Regions from separate parts of the Gossypium hirsutum genome. Here region 1 is linked to region 2. Evidence: chromatin contacts called from public Hi-C data. All regions are on one chromosome and are shown on one strand. The core of a region is the stretch at or near the end of the contact, and the rest is flanking DNA. Distances in the headings are between cores, read along the strand shown. Region 1 holds the start of LOC121222450 (60S ribosomal protein L29-1). Region 2 holds the start of LOC107915098.

Evidence for each region. Hi-C and Micro-C count contacts between places; a contact is called where the count stands out from the background.
Region 1: a contact with region 2 is called in a Hi-C map of leaf, with 3 times the contacts expected there. The contact joins the promoter of LOC121222450 here to the promoter of LOC107915098 in region 2. A contact is called at or near these places in 3 of 34 Hi-C or Micro-C datasets (callus and leaf).

The regions. Positions count from the first base shown.
Region 1 is chrD10:52,506,447-52,511,946 of Gossypium_hirsutum_v2.1, forward strand. LOC121222450 (60S ribosomal protein L29-1) reads left to right here and starts at 3,679. Exons shown (of 3, transcript XM_041103251.1): 1 at 3,679-3,799; 2 at 3,906-4,022; 3 at 4,112-4,384. The coding sequence starts at 3,921. The coding sequence ends at 4,195.
Region 2 is chrD10:52,359,443-52,365,012 of Gossypium_hirsutum_v2.1, forward strand. It overlaps LOC107915098, which reads right to left and starts at 1,813. Exons shown (of 7, transcript XM_016844229.2): 1 at 1,527-1,813; 2 at 1,299-1,362; 3 at 652-714; 4 at 530-577; 5 at 239-301; 6 at 95-157; 7 at 1-29. The coding sequence starts at 1,349. The coding sequence ends at 21. LOC107915099 (beta-D-xylosidase 1) reads right to left here. Exons shown (of 7, transcript XM_016844231.2): 5 at 5,453-5,570; 6 at 4,948-5,361; 7 at 3,825-4,855. The coding sequence ends at 4,254.

The sequences.
Region 1 (5,500 bases), core at 2,429-4,928, 150 kb after region 2:
GAGAGAATTTATTCTCAATTATTGAATCTATTTTCCGGAATAACAAATTCTATCAGTTTCTATTTGAGAAGAGATTTTTTGTTTTCGCACTAAAGAAAAGAAAACTATTTCTAGTTCTGTGTTTTGATTTGAATCATTCGAATCTATATTCGAAGTAGTTCGTGGTACAAAAATAGTGGAGAAGATCGTTTGATTGAAATCTGGGAATGACAATGATCTATTTATCCGAAAACATAGGTGCAAATTCGATCTAGGGTTTATTGCTATAAATATCACAAACTAGGTCAATTTTTAAAATTTTTATTTTTCGCTGTGCAAGAAAATTGTTTTCGAACCAGATTTTTTTCAACAATTGTATCAAAGCTCTATGTTATGCTATGTTTATAGTGTAAATTAAGACCGAAATTATCTCTCTTCTTCTTGTATGATTATATTTGATAAGATGTGACATTCTTGTAATTATATGCATGTTTAGGGGAATGTATGCAAATGAATGTGTGTAATTATTTCATTTTTATGGATGATAAAGTAATTTTGTCAAAATTGTGATTCTTAGAAAATTAATTGTAATTTATTATTATCTTAGGCATGTATATTTTAGATTATGGACTATCATCTCAACGCAATTTTTATTTATTTTTATTATTTATTTAGAATAAAATATGTTAGTTGAAAACGAACATAAGAATTTTGTAATATTTTCCCGACGGAACCCGGAGAATCGAGACACATCCAGACTGATTGAGACGATGCGAAGCCAACCTAGCCGAACGGTCACGAAACCAATGGTGGTTCGATAGTAGGAGATTGTCAGTGGTCTGGCGGTGATGATCGACGACAATTGGCCAACGATGGTAGTGGCCGACAATGATCGACGATGGCTCGAAGGTGGTCGGTAATGGCAATGACACAAAAACAATAGCGGAAAGACAACGAGGATAGAAACCTAAACCAATGCCGTAGTAAAAGTTCGCGGTGACAAAATTGAAGACCCAAAATATGCTTTAGGTGAATTTTGTAATTTTTATTTTTTCTATGATGAAATCATGGAAACTTTGGTTGGTCAGAGTCATTTAACTTTTATGCTTTTAAATTTATGAGATAAGCATGATGATATTTATATGAATGCAAATGTATGTTCATGCATATATATGATACACATGCTATATAGTTTAGGGAAGAATGCCACATGTACTTGTCATGCATATATTGATCATTCATGATTGAAACCAAACATTAAAAACCTTGCATGTTTTCTTAAAATATTGAGTGGGAAAAGGTCTCTAAATAAGACCTACGACCTCCATCAATGGTTTCTTGTAATGGCATGATAATTTAACTACCCTACGGTAGGATTGTCATGTGGACCTCACTAAGGAGATTTCTTGAAAGTAACTAGAACTCTCTTGTATCGTATGGTAGTTGGGTCGACCTTTGTGGTAGGTACTATCATGTGATATTTCAAGAAGTTGTCTTCAAAAAGGACAACTAGTCACAAAATGCTACTCAGCGAGACTATCCCACGATGACTCATTTTTGGTGTATAATGCGATAGGTGTTAAGTTGATGGTTATACATTCAAAATCTTCTAGTTAAGTAACTCTTCACGGAGCTATACTTAAGTTAGAATGATGGTCAAATGTTACATGATTATTAGTACGTGTGAATGCCTAAGGAATTAGGCTTATGCATTAATTGGATAGAAATTCATGTTTTTACTAGTTGATCATGATCATCCTACGGTGGCTTGATTCAATGGGTATAGGAATTATCATTGCAACGAATTACAAATGTTTTCAAGATTTAATGTGAGAAGCATGCATCATTTTAATGCATATAGTAATGTTACAAAACATTTTCAAACATTTGCTTAATACAAATTAGATATTAATGAATAAATGTATAAAGTTACTAGGGTAATTAATGTAAATCCTAAAGGATAAATATTTATAGAATTTAAATCTCTTATGACTCTCAATTGTAGATGGACTCTAATTTTGACCATTGAAGTAACTCAATCTGTATCATTGGTTTTTTGGGGGAGCTCAACTATAAATAGAGGTTTCCACATTCATTTGTAATCATTCCATTGAATCCTATTGATAGTTAAAGAATATATTTGAGAGCATTTACTCAAACACTTGGTGTGCATTGCTTTCTTGTGACTTTTTCAATTCTCTCGTTGCTCATTCGTTTCGAGTTTGGTTTTGCTATATTTTCTGGTGCCTTGGAGAATTTCTTGGAGAATTCTCACTTTTCGAGTGTTTGACTGACTTAGGTAGATTTGAAACAAAGAAATTGCCTAAAGCCGCGCGGTTTGCCAAGCTTATGTTCTAGCCTCGTGGCACTAGTTTTATGGGACACCTACGTTATGAGTGAAAAAAACCTACGAAAATAATATATTTATAAAAAAAATTGTATATTAGACGAAGCATCGATTGAAAGGTTAAGTTAAAAGTTTAAAATGCATGTGTACCAAGTTCAAGTCTTATTATAGAATTATTTTACTAAAAATATATATTAAAAAACATTGTATTAATATTTATTAATTATTAAAACTAAAAATAATTTTGTAATTCTTTAATCGAGTTGGTGTTTTATTGACTCGTGATACCAATTAAATCAAGAGCTTGTAAACTATGTTTTTGGTTAAAATGATAAAATTAAAAGAGTAAATATTAAGGTGTTTTGGATTCAAACTCATTATATATATTAAAATGTAAAAAGATAAAAATACCCTTAAAATAATATTTGTTGCTTTGTAAAACAAAGGCTTATCATATAGATTGGGCCTTGAACTTAACAATTTTTCTCAAATTGGCCCTTACACTTTTTTATCACATTGGTCCCTAAGGTTGGCATCCGTTACACAAATTGGTCCTTATAATTAACATCATTAGGTTTTGAACATTCAAGTGATGTGGCCAAAACAAGGAAAAGGACACATGTTTTCGTTGTTTAAAATTTTAAAAGTGTATAAATTAAAAAAAATACATTTTTTTAGGAAAATATAAGAAATATAAATAAATTATAAAAATTCAAAAAATTAATTTAGAATTCAAAATATAAAAATAGAAAAATTATTTAAAATTTCAAAAAAATTACAAAAAATAGTTCAAAAGTATTTTGAAAAGTTCAATTAAAAAAATATTGTTAAAATTTTAGAAAATTAAAAAATTTTAAAATCGGTGAATGCTCGGTAAATGTCAGTCAATTTTTTGAATTTTATAATTTATTTTTTTTGTAGTTTTCTACGAGTTTAACTATATTTTTATGTTTTTTAAGAATTTTTCAAAAAGATTTCCGTACTTTTTTTGAAATTTATATATATTTTAATTTTAAAAGAATTAAAGAGGAAGACTAATGTCGCTCACCTGTTTTTTCATGTGCAACATACATGTTTGGTCATGTCACCCAATTGTTAATCAGAAAGATTTATTTGTGCAACAAATGCTAACCTTAGGGACTAATATGCTCAAAAACAAGTTTAGGGCTCAATTTGAGAAAAATTTGAGGTAAATTTTTAAGTTTAAGTCTGAGTTTTTGGTAAATTAACAAATTCAACTAGAATCAAATATTACATATAGTATAGAATAAAATAGATGTAATGGGCCCAAAATGTTTTCGCATCCAGAATTAAGCCCAATAAATGAGTTTTAAGGCTTTAAGCAGATTCACGAAAAAGGCCGAAATCCACAAATTGGGTTCAAATTTTCTCCAAATAAAAAGGGCAAAACTATTCTTTTCCTGTCCTCCCCCAAAAGCCCTAGTCAGAGCCGCATCTTCTTCTTAGCCTCAGGTTTTTGCTTCTAACTTCCATCGGTTTTCTTTCAAAGAACCGATCATTTGTTTACAGATCAAATTAACATTGTTTGTTCATTTTGTTGGTGTTTTTGGATTCGAAGTCGGGGTGAACAGAAATGGCGAAGTCAAAGAACCACACTGCCCACAATCAATCTTACAAGGCTCACAAGAATGGCATCAAGAAACCCAAGAGGCACCGCCACACTTCCACCAAAGGGGTATCTTTTTTAAATCTTCTAATCGAATTTTCAGTTAGTCTTCGTTTAAAAATAAATAAAAACGGTTTTTTCCTTGTGGACATTTATAGATGGATCCCAAGTTCTTGAGGAACCAGAGGTATGCAAGGAAGCACAACAAGAAGAGCGGTGAGTCTGCTACTGAAGAAGAGTAAATTTTTAATGGCAAAAGATCTAGCTTTGATTAGTGTTTTCCAATTGTTGTTTTTCCCCCCGGTGGAATTGAGTGTTCGTTTACTATAATCACCTTAGTTGAAATGTTATTTTGGGATTGTTGAATCTCATTTTCAAAAGAGATTTGAAGCTGTGAGCTTATTAATATTAAGAACATGTTTTGAGCTTAATTTTCTTTTTCTTTTCTCTTTTCTTAATATGTTTAAGTATTAGTTAATTAATTTTTGAGCTGTGGTTGATGATGATGCATGGTTTGAGAGATGGTTTTATCATTTTCATTTTTTTAAATTTGAGAGGTTCATGGTTTGATGTTTCGTATTGGGGCTTGTTAAGTTATGTGATGATTCGTTTTTCTTGAATTACTTGTATCTACATTTTCAGACAATGGTAACTCTTAGAATACCTGAAAAAACTTAAAAAATATTTGAAAATATTCAGTCTCACACGTGTACCAGATGTGCATCGATGTCCAGCTAACATAGTCATTAAGCATTCTTATCTAAGTAAAGTATTTGGAAATAAAGACAAGAATTGTTGATGATTCTGTCTCAGGATTGGGTTTTTAGTGGTAAGGTTTAGGGTAGGCCATGAATCAGGACAGTTCCATGCTCATGGATTCTATAGCTTATTTTGGGAGTGGTCAGAGTTTCATATTTTTGGCGCAATGAATCGGAATTATTAATCTCATTTATGACTTGCTTACTTTCAAGAGTTCGCTTGTGTTTCTGTCCTTAGGCAGAATTTGTATGTAGGAACTGTTTGTGGGTTGACTTGCCATCTTGATGAGGATCTCAATTGTGGGACTTGGGTGTAGCTAAATGTTTCTGATGGCAGGAAGATGTGTATGAAGAACATGGGTTTAGGTAGTTGTTCTGGTTGCTGAGGGTGTTGTATATTCTGAGTTTTGCTATGATTCAACTGATTCCTTGGTGGTAGATTTTGGTCAGGGGATTCTGAAGTTTGGATTGTGGTTATATCTGTTGATCTCGAGCGAGGATCTTTAGCTAATTGTTCCGAGTGCTGAGGGTAATCTGTTGCCATAGGCTCTGTCTCTGTAGAGAAATTAGGTTCAGGCAACTACTTGGGGTTGGGGGAGAATATGAGAAGGGGTTGCTCTATCTCTGATTGCCCCATTCGCTGATCTTAAATGAGAACGGTTGTAGAGAAGGTGGATTTAGGGGGTACTTGTTCTATTTCGGACTGTGCCTTCCATTCTATGATAATGGAGCGGAACGGATCATCTTATCCATTTTCTCATTTTCTTCGTTGTTTCACCTATTTTTCCC
Region 2 (5,570 bases), core at 563-3,062:
CTCACACCAATTCATCAAATCTACTGCCCCTGCAACAAACCCAAACTTTAATTCATTCCAACAAATACACTAACATCATCTTTGATTAACTCACCAAGTTATCTCGACCAGATGTACATGTAGGTCTCCTCGGTGGTAATTGTTGATGCGGTGTTCTCTACACTCACAACATATCATTTTATAAATCATGATAAGCAATCAGTAACATAAAATTGTGATATATGGTATACTATCACACCTGAAGCTTTGGTCTGAGAGTCTCGATTGCCACAGTTGATTTTTGATTAACTCCCGCACCTTGCTGTTTAATACAAAAATTGTGATTTATAAGAAACTGGAGTGAGGTAAACCAACAAATAATGTTTCTTTTGGTGTTGGGCCCAAAGCAGATTGAGCCTATGGTTTCCAGTGCACCATGGGACCCCTTTTCTTTATGTCATGAATTTGTTAAGACAAGTTAATCAAGTATTGTCTTGTCTCTACACAAATATCTAATTTATTGGATTTATAAAAATGTCCCGAATATTACCTTGCATAATGCCCAATCTGCTGAATCAAAGAAAGCACGTTCATGGTCCTACATTCATTTAATATATTGTTTTGTTAGTTCATCACATACTTCAATTTGTTTTAATCTAAATATTTGTTTACCTTTGAGATTAAGGGTTTCTTCTTTGGCGCCAGTCCTCCATATTTTTTGGCCTTTGCTGTTTCCTGTATTTTATATTGTAATTTTAATTACAAATAATATATTTTCTAAAACTTATATTAAATACACATCGAATTTAAAAAATAAAATAGGCTACTGTTGTACGTACAACCCAACACTGCCGACATTTCAAAAAGAATGTCTAAGAAATACAAAGTATTATTTCACCACTATCCCATCACAAACGTATACAACTTGTCGTGCCATCGTGATAACCGTTGATTTAAGGGACCCTACATAGCTACTATCCTAAAGTTGTTCACATGGAATCACTTTTAACACCATAAATCACGCAAAAGAGGAAATAAAAATCTTCTGTCTCATTTTTGGAAATTAAATGCAATTAAAGAAATTGTTTTCAGAAATATGGTAACTAAAATCCCAATTTAGAGTTAAATAAATTAGGTTAGACTACACCCATTTGCATGTGAGCCCTCAAACGTGGACTTAATCAATCATTAAGTAAAGAAAGCTTTAGAAACAATTAACGGCGTAGATTGTTTTTCATTTTGTTTATTATTACTATATTAATATTAAGCTTATTAATTAAAATGTTTCATGGTAATTTGTATTGTACTGATGTTATTACCTCATTGGCTTGGGTGTCGAACTCTTCATCACCATGTTTGCAGTCTGCCATTGTTAAGTTTCTCCTGTTAAAACCATTCAAATATCATTGTTATTAACATAAAGATAATAAAAACCCAACAAAATCCTTAAAAGCAACACAAACGTGCTCATTTTGTATATATATATTGAAAAACAAGACAACTAGAAACTGCGGCGTCGGCAACGGAGGAGGGATCTTTAGCATTACCTTGGAGAAGAAGAAGAAAGAGATAATGCAAAAGATTAAAAATAAAATAAAAAGATAGAAAGAAAGAAAGAGGAGAAAGGAAAGGAGGGAAGCGTTGAGTGAGAATGTGAGATAAGAATATCAATAATAAGAGTATATTTATATATCTTACTCATACCAGAAATTCTCTCCTTTTAATTTTTTTAAGTAAAATTTTGTCTTTTATACTCTTAATGAAAACTTAATCCCATAAATACATATATCATTTAAGCGTAGTTGACATTCAAATTTTATTATCTTCCTTCTCCATATTTTATGATAATAAATTAATTCATATATATTTTTAAGTTGGGTAAAATAATAAAATTAAAATATTTTTTTTTTAACATTAATCTCATTATAAAATTTTATCATATCTTTTCTTCTTGATACAATGTCTAGAACTATGTATAATCTCTCCCTAATCTTTAAAGAAAGGGATTCATGTCCTTCTGTACAAACAACAATACCGACAAAAAAAATTGTCAAATACAAAGCACCGAATCAAAAGAAGAAAGGTATGTTTGGATTCTTCATTAATTGAAAAAATATGTATTTAATATTTTCCTTGTTTAATTCATAATCTAGGTAATTATAAAAGTGATATGGTTTGTATATACTGCTAATATATCAATATCTAATGGCCCATACGAAACTCTCACTTGTACCGACACCTTCTTCTTTCTTTACACGTGTGAGATTGGGTGAAATAATGAAATTGAAAAACTAATGATTCTCTTTTTCTAATTTGAAACTCATCCCTTTACTTTATGATAATTGAAAAGTTAGTTTTTTCACTTTAATTTATCAAAATTTAATCCTTATTTTTTTATGAAGAATAATAAATTAGTTCAATTAAGTAACACAGGCACATCTTCTGACTAACTCATTGACCTTGAAATTAGCACTTGAACACTTGATTTACAATGGAAATCAATAGTTCAAGAATTTATATTCTACAAATTAGTAAAAATCAACCATTTAAATTCATGTGTTTTATCAACAATTGAATTATAGAGGACTAACTTTCTCATTTTCATAATGTAAAGAGATGAAAGTTAAAATTAGATTGATATTTTTAATTTTATAAATTAACCTTTATGGAAATGATACCTTATTGATTGCATAAAATAATAATTTAAAGAAATAAAATATTAATTTAGTTTAATTTTTTTAATTGTACTATTTTTATATTTAGTCTTAATATAAAATTTGGTATCTAAACTTGACACTTTTTTTTTTAATTTGGTACTTGAAGTTTTTTTTTTTTGAATTTGATACTTGAACATGACACTTTTTTTCTTGATTTGGCACCTAAACTTTTTTTTGGTCAAAATTGGTACTTGAACTTGACACTTTTTCCTAATTTTGTACCTAAGTTTTTTTCCTCCAATTTGATACATAAACTTATCAAATGTTAAATACAAATTACACCCAAACACTAATGGTGTTAGTTTTTCTATAAGGAGACACGAATAGCTAATGTATGACCGACATGTGGAAATGATGTGGAATTTAATAGCAAGAATGATTATATTTATTTGAAGTTTTTCCTGTTTCGCTAAATAAAATGCTCAGATTTTACTTTTCATTGGGACTGAGATTACTTTTACTGTTAATGGCATAAAAGATTCAAGAGAGATCACATGCTTAAAGCATGGTATGGTCTTCACGAAACCCTCAATTCCACAAAAAAATATCATTAGGATTAGAGGAAATCCAAGTTAAAAAATTTTGTGCTTTAAACTATGCCTAATGAATGGATATTGAAGAAGAAAAACAAAAGTTTTAAAAATTCAAAAAAAAATCATTATGTTAAATTTAAAAATTAAATTAAACTAAAAATAATTCAACATTTAAAATATAAAAAGAAATTTCATACCATATGCTAGATGCCGATCATACATTAATTGTTTTTATTATCTCATAAAAATAACACTATTAATTAGTTTATTGGAGTAATTTGTATTACATTTGATAAGTGTAGGTACCAAATTGGACCAAAAAACCGCTTAGGTACCAAATTAGAAAAATTCCAAGTTTAGGCGCGAAATTGGACAAAAAAACTTAGATACCAAATTAAAAAATATATATCAATTCAATTACCAAATATTATATTAAGTCCTGTATATTTCTTTAAATTTTTTATTTTTTTATATTATATTAATTCAAATTATATATATTATCAATTACACTATTTTATTAAAAAATATATAATGCTAAATTCAATGTAATGAAATACATAAACAAATTCAACATTGACAAATAGCATATAGCAAATTTTACCTTAAAAATCTCATGTATTTCTTTGAACAATAACTCTTCAGAGTTTTGAATCTGAAGTTTTACAAAGTTTAAAGCAAGCAATAAAACCCCAAACCTAAAAATACAAGCTCCTATTATTCATTCACCAAATCTGTTTCAAATTTTCAATCAATTTTGTTTTTGTAAACAAAATAGATTGGGGACTCAATACCAATTTTACAAGAATCACTAAAATCCAAACACTACTAAGGAACTTTTAACAATTTATGACCACTTTCTTCCCTTTGGAAGTGTAGTGGTATTTCAAACTCTCCCAAACTTTTGATTTTTTTTTCTCATTTTATTTGAGAGAGATTTCTTTAGAAAGCTTAAGATTAATAAAAATTAACTTTGTTATTAGTATGGGTCTTTTTTTTATATTGTTCTTTTAACTCTGTTGAGCATTTAGACCTTGATGCCCTCCAAATTTGCTTGGAGAGAAATAGAATGCTTGAGATCACCAATGTGTAAACTATGTGAACCCATTGGAATTCTTCGAATACCGAATTCATCGACAACGCTAAGGTGCTTGCAGGCATGAATATTGATCTTAACACGTTGTTTAGACCCGGCGATGACGTGAACCCTATGAAAACCTATCAATTGCTTGTTCGGAGACCATTTTTGCCCGGCAGGTGGCGTGGAGAACACAAGCAATGTGTGAGTTCCATCCATATTGCCAGTGTTTTCAACGTCAATGTGAAAAAGGGAGGAGAGTGAATCACATTTGGCATGTTTCACCCTTATAGCATTGCTTGACAATGTTGAGTAGTTTTTGGTGGCAAAAAGATTGGTGTCAAGAAGTACCGAGAGATCAGTTGGAGCTAAGGCTAAAGAGTGTTTAAAACTTGTATAACTCAAGCCATGTCCGAAAGGGAACACTACTGAACCTTTATAGAATCTGTAGGTTCTTCCAGGGTAGCCTCTTGATGGTCTCATCCCCATGTTTGTCATTGGGACTTTAGCTACATAATCTTGAGGATACCATGTCATTGGCAGCTTCCCTCCTGTTATTTTACATCAAAATTAGCTTGGAAAGTGGGAGGTTTGATGTTTAAAATGTCCTTAATGTGATGAAATCCCGAAACCGAAAGATTACCTGGATTGGTCGTTCCGAATAAAACATCCGCAATTGCAGTTCCTCCAGCTTGGCCTGGATAACCAGCCCATATAATCGCACTAACTCGAGGATCATTCTTAGCGAATGAGACATCGATAGGACCACCTGACATCAAGACCAGCACGGTTGGACCTCTAGAAGCTCGAGCCACTCGGGAAACAAGCTCTTGCTGGCGTCCAGGCAAGAGCAGCCCTACCCTGTCCCTGAATTCTGCTTCTATAGATTGGTCGAGCCCCATTACGAGTACGGTTGCATCTGCCTCGTGGGCTGCAACCTCCGCCGCTCCAAACAGATTGTTGGTGTCGCAAGCAACATCTGAACACCCTGCCTGATGAATGGTCCTTGCATATCTTGAAATACCTTGCAATGGACTCGTGTAACCACATGCCACTCCTGCATCAAAGAAACAAAGGGAACCGTCGTATTTTCATGAACTTAGCTTTCACTGGGAATGAAGCAAATGAATCCAAAATGAGACTGGTACCTGCATAATTTCCTATCATTGTTACAGTGACATCAGAGTTGGGCCCAACAACAGCAACAGTGCGGTGGCGTGCAGTGGACAATGGCAGAGAACCAGAATTCTTTAGCAAAACTATGCC